Linked DNA regions of Mus musculus: region 2 is linked to region 1. Evidence: chromatin contacts called from public Hi-C data. All regions are on one chromosome and are shown on one strand. The core of a region is the stretch at or near the end of the contact, and the rest is flanking DNA. Distances in the headings are between cores, read along the strand shown. Region 1 has its middle 26 kb from the start of Gm34150. Region 2 has its middle 23 kb from the start of Snx31.

Region 1 (2,831 bases), core at 177-2,676:
GCACATGGATGTGAAATGATTTGTCCAGAGGGCCCCGATAAGGAGCAGTGCTGTCAGGGAGGAAGGACCATTTGGCACTTGTGTATAGCTATAGCTACCGTGCTCCCACCATCTATTCTCTCTCTCTCTCTCTCTCTCTCTCTCTCTCTCTCTCTCTCTCTCTCTCTCACACACACACACACACACACACACACACACACACACACACACACCTTTCTTCAATCCTGACTACTCTACATAATTTCCCTGCTTTACTCATTATGTACTCCACCTCCTACATTTAAATTTTAGTCATTTTAAGAAAGCTCCTAGACCTGATGTTTCTGCCAAGTTTTTTCCCTAGATGGACATTCCCTGTCACCATGGAAACCAATTGCTGGTTAAAACTGGGTCCCTGGAGGTAAGAAAATGCAGGAAGGAAGCAAAGTGTGGAGACGGCTGGTAAGGGTCCCCGGGCAGCTTCTATACAGCCTGCTCTGGCATCGCCTGACATTTTTTAGACCTGGCCAGTCTAAGGAAACATTTCAGGTCCCTGTAAAATTTGTGAGGAGCTCCAAACAAAGCAGAGAAAGAAAACAGCCCAATTGAATTTAAGTAGACTCAATTAAATACCTACAAAAAATGGCATGCTAGTTTCATGAATAAGTTGGGACTTCATAAACAAAATCATGATGCTTAAAACAATAAGTCCTTTTCTTTACAGCTTGCTGACCAATTATGAAGAAAGCCTAGCCCTTCATAAAATGAATTTGTAACAAATTATTTCAAAGGCAGAATTATAGACATCATTTTTTTTTATAGCTAGATTACTAACAACTACTGCTTGTTCACATTGGCCAAACACAAAATAAAATTGATGTGGATGCCTTTAATATGTTTGATATGGTGTGAAGATTTTCCAAAAACAAACAAACAAAGAAACCAAAAACTCTTAAGTGTTGGGAAATTATACCAGCCTTAGCAAGAAGGGGAGCAGGGCATAGGGGGCAAGGCCTGCCTTGCCAGGGAGCCTGCCCCGACATGAGGTGGGAAGCAGGGTGGGAGTGAGGCTTCTCAATGTAGTGGTTGCCCTGACCCAGCTGTCCTGTCTCAGGAGAGAGTGACCGAGCATGTCCAGTAGATTCCAGCTGCTCAGACTGGAACAAATCCAAGAAAACCCAGCTTCCCATTTCTTCTTGGTTGTAAGAGATTGGAAGGACATTATTGTTAAAGAGAAACTTGAGAGGGGCTACAAACATCCAGAGCCACCTCCCTCTCGCCCTCACCAGCAAGGTGAGTGTGCCCTTTCCTTATCACAGAGAGGCACCCCAGACTGACAGCTGTTCCTCTATCGAAGTCTGGACCAGAGGGAGCTCCCTTACGTGTAAGGAGTCTGCATGGGTTGTGTGTGTCTATGCTTTTAAAGCCAGAGATAATTAGGCAGCTGCCTCAGGCTTCGATAAAGTGGGAGAGGCCCACAGAAGTCCTTGGCTGACAGCCCAGGTCTGCTTGTGACCCTCAAAGTCTCAGGTTTTCTCTCCTGTGAGAAGGATGGGCCCTGTCGCCTGTTCCAATCCTAGGCTAGAATGGATACAGAATTGCCTTAAGAGGTTTGTCACCTTTTCACTCAGTTTGGTCCTTATTCCAACAGCCTCTAACACTGGACGCTCATCAGAAATGCTGCAGTGTCCTTTCCCAGAATCTGCATGCTAACCTCCAGGGGAAATGATGTACAAATTAGACTCCAAAGCAGTGAGACTTTTAAAAGCTATAGTTCACAACCTGGGAGGGTATCGATGGCTAATGATCGTAGAATGTTGGTCTTGTTTGCTTGCTCAGTGAGGTCAAGCCCCAGCCTGTATTATCTCTGCTGTCCCACCTCTAGGCTCTCAGTTCTGTTATAGAGTGGGCTTTCTTGGTATTTGTTTAATTACATTCTGCGTGATTGCCCCATAGGACATCAAGAACAGACAGGATATTTCTAGTCCAGCGAGAGGAGCCTATCCAGCTGCATTTGATGCTCGGTACCCAGCCCAGTGCAGTGTACAGAGATCATCAAACTTGAAAGTGCTCGGGATCATCCATGAGCCCCGGAGTAGAGGCACATTTCTTCTGCCACACCCCAAGTTTCCTGCTGGGCAAGGCTGGGACATGGTAGACAACAAGGCACATTTCTGACATGTTTAAGGCTCTGCCAGCTGCTTTGAGAGTGTGGCACGGACTATCAGCATGCCCGAACGCACTCCTTTGTGCTTTGAAAGTACTCACAATAACAAAAGAGCTCACTTGGCAGGAAAAAAAAAATCTTCAGATCAGACAATGTGGCTGCTGTCTCGGGCTGTGGAGTGCTTTTGGGGTGCTAAGGCAGCCTGACACAGGGGATAGGTCAAGGGACCATGGGGCCAGAGGGTAGCACCCCAACTTGTGGTGCTAGAGACCACAAGTTATCACCTGACCTCAAAGGAGTGGCTATACTCAACAATCTCTTGGGTCATTTCTAAAGGCTACAATTTTGCTCCCCATTCCCAGACTCTCAAACCGCCAGGGGTGGGGCGCAGATGTGTCATTAATATTGAGTAGATCATCACTCTTGGTTCCTTTCTATAAACAATAACAGCAACAATCCATTTGCTACAGATCAGCCTTGAAAATGTCACAATGACCCATGATGTAAGTATGTTGGTTTTTGTATTGCTTATTACATTAAATTACCACAAACTCAGTGTCTTACACAAATGCATAATTATATTTGAATGCCAGGAGCCCAGCCCAGGCTCACTGGGCTAAAATTAAGGCGTTGGCTGTGTTCTCCACCAGGGGCTCTGAGGGAAATCCACAGGGTCTTTGTCAGC
Region 2 (2,831 bases), core at 156-2,655, 180 kb after region 1:
CCAGAGACTGTCTCCAAAAATAAAGATGATCAGGAAAAGATGAGGGGTGGCAACCTTTGGTTTATACACACGCACACGCACACACATGTATATACATATACTTGCACACCCATCGACACATATCCACACTAACAATTACATATACTACACATACACATACAGGTGCACACACATAGGCACACACAGGCACACCACATACACACACAATAAATAAATCAATCTTGTCCCTACAAGAACACATATATAAAAGGGTTGGTGAGCTCACTCAGTGAGTAGCAAGACTTGTTATACAAATCTGGTGATGAGAGTTCAATCCCTGGAACCCCCAGAAAGGTGGAAGGAAAAAACAGCTCTGCAGAGCTATTCCCTGACCACCATACCCCACATATAAGAATAAATAAAAAGAATAAATGACTATTCTCAAGAGAATAGTCCTAACAACATCCTTCATAATAAATTAGAACACAGAAAAAAATCATTAAATAAGGACCCAATAAACAAAATGTGGATTTTGTTTATGGATTTCACACAGTGAAATAGAATTCTATTGCTTAAGACACTGGCATGAGCACCGCTGCATGAGCCTCAGGGATAAAGCTTGCAAACAGGGAGACAAGCCAGAAGCAAAGGCACTAAACTCATCACTTGATTTATATCAATCTCCAGAGTAGGTGACTCTGTAGACTCAGAAGTAAAAACTGTGTTGCCTGGGAGTGGGGTTTTGGGAAGTGAGATCACAGACAGAGGGTTTTTTGAGTTTTTTGAGGGATGGTTAGGGTGGTGGTTGCATAACCATGCGTGTGTTCAGCAAGCTCGTTGAACTGTACAAATTTTTTTAAAGATTTATTTGTTTGTTTATTGTGTGCGTGAGTACATTGCCACTCTTCAAACACACCAGAAGAGGGCATCAGATCTCACTACAGATGGTTGTGAGGCACCGTGTGGTGGCTGCAAATTGAACTCAGGACCTCTGAAAGAGCAGTCAGTGCTCTTAACCGCTGAGCCATCTCTCCAGCCCCTGAACAGTACACTTTAAATGGGTGAGTTACAACATATGTAAATAACAGCCCAATAAAACTGTCACCAGAGGAATTAAAAAATAAGCCATCAGACCCCTCGCTGCTCCATCCTGTCCTGTTCGACGCCAGATCTTCTGACCGGGTCCTCCAAGGGGCAGGCCCTGAGGAGTGGATGGATGTCAGCACTTCCTGGGAGTTCGCGATGCCGCTGAATTGTGTAGTCCTCAGACTGGATGGCTGATCCTCACTTTCAGATCCGGAGAGAGCAAGGGCCAGAAAGCCAGCCAGGGCTCCCTCGGCAGCAAGCAGCCGCACCAACACTGGTCTCTGCATAGCAGTTGCTTGTGAACTTCCGCCTCTTGACAGAATCTTACAGATTAAGATTGGCACATGGCGCCCCCCTGTGGACTACTGCAGAAGGCTCCGCGTTCACACTGCTGCCAGGCTTTGCAGCACTCATGCTCCTGAGGGAAAGAAGTTCCCGTTCTCCCTCCCACGGTGGGACTGGCTAACAGACAGACAAGCCTCCACTCTGACTCCCTCTTGCCCAGGCAGTTGTCCTTTGTGTGCAATGTCTTTGCTAATTGCCCAAATACTTCCAAGAGAAAGATACAATCAGGGGGAGCCATCAAGAACTTAGGCAGTCCACGATCAAGTGGGCACAAAAAGTACTTATCACAAGTACAGCAGTGCCCTGTTCTCCAAGTTCAGTCTTTGCTGATCAATTAAACTGATGTTTTTCTTTCAATTTTGAGGATTGAGCCCAGGGTCTAGGCAAATGCTGTACCACTGAGCATATCTGTAGACTGTGTGTGTGCTTGTATGTGTATCCATGTATATGTGGGGTGTGTGTGTGTGTGTGTGTGTGTGTGTGTGTGTGTGTAGGACCAGTACTTTATTCTACAAAGAAGAGGGTCTTTCACTGGGTCTGGAGCTGACTGAATGGCTAGAATAGCTGACCAGGAAGCCCCCAGTGATCCTTCCACTTCAGCTCTCCCAGGGAGGGGATTACACACACCCAGACTCTCACGCTAGTGCTGGGATCCAAACTCAGTCCTCATGTATGTACAGTGAACACTTTACATCTGAGATCGATATATATATCTGTCTGTCTACCTATATAAAGTGTGTGTGTGTCTGTGTATTCTATCTAGCTATCACCTACCTATCTATCATCTATAGCTCTCTCTTTAAATTTTACTTATTTTGACATGGGGCTCAATAGGCTGTCCCAGCAGACCTTTGACTTGTGACCCTTGTGCCTGTCTCCTGAGTAGCTAGGATGGCAGCCCTGTGCCACCAGGCCCATTCTGATTGGACTAGTTCTTGATAAAGGCTTGCTGTAGTGGCTCCACTTGCAAGTGGTGAGGTTGCCCTTTAACATGGGTCTTCTAGAAATCACAGCATACATTCTAACACCAATTCCTGATGTTGGTTATTCAAGTACAGCTTCCAAGGAGAAGAGAGAGTGTGATTTTAGGCAAAAGATCTCCCAGGTAGCCCTCATAGTACTGTCCAGGGCATATAACAACATTTAGTTCAATCTGTTGATTACCTGTCTACTGGACAGCTTATGTATCTTATCTGCACAAATCTTCCCGATAACCCACAGGAGTTGTTATCATTGCTTTACAGTGGAAAACACTAAGAAGGGCTGAGTGGGGTGAGCAGTAGAGTAGGGTTCACGCTCAAATCTTTGCACCTGTTTGTTCTCTCGCTGCCTCCGACCCCTTTCTGACTTTAGCACCACAAGTTATGAACACTCCCTGTCCTCCTTAGGTAGCCTTTAGCCTCTAAGGAAACCAACGAGAC

The links. Hi-C and Micro-C count contacts between places; a contact is called where the count stands out from the background.
Region 2: a contact with region 1 is called in a Hi-C map of uterus. The contact joins two enhancer-like sites. A contact is called at or near these places in 1 of 484 Hi-C or Micro-C datasets (uterus) and 1 of 115 datasets of contacts at active chromatin or transcription factors (bone marrow-derived macrophages).

What each region holds. Positions count from the first base shown.
Region 1 is chr15:36,398,440-36,401,270 of GRCm38.p6, forward strand. No RefSeq gene overlaps it. Among named protein-coding and RNA genes, the nearest start is that of Gm34150, 26 kb to the left of the region's middle. Within about 2 kb of position 1,427, at least 32 of the 459 cell types and tissues checked have an H3K27ac peak or open chromatin away from gene starts, as enhancers often do. A contact at or near this core is called in uterus, where this site is marked.
Region 2 is chr15:36,577,331-36,580,161 of GRCm38.p6, forward strand. No RefSeq gene overlaps it. Among named protein-coding and RNA genes, the nearest start is that of Snx31, 23 kb to the left of the region's middle. Within about 2 kb of position 1,406, at least 121 of the 459 cell types and tissues checked have an H3K27ac peak or open chromatin away from gene starts, as enhancers often do. A contact at or near this core is called in uterus, where this site is marked.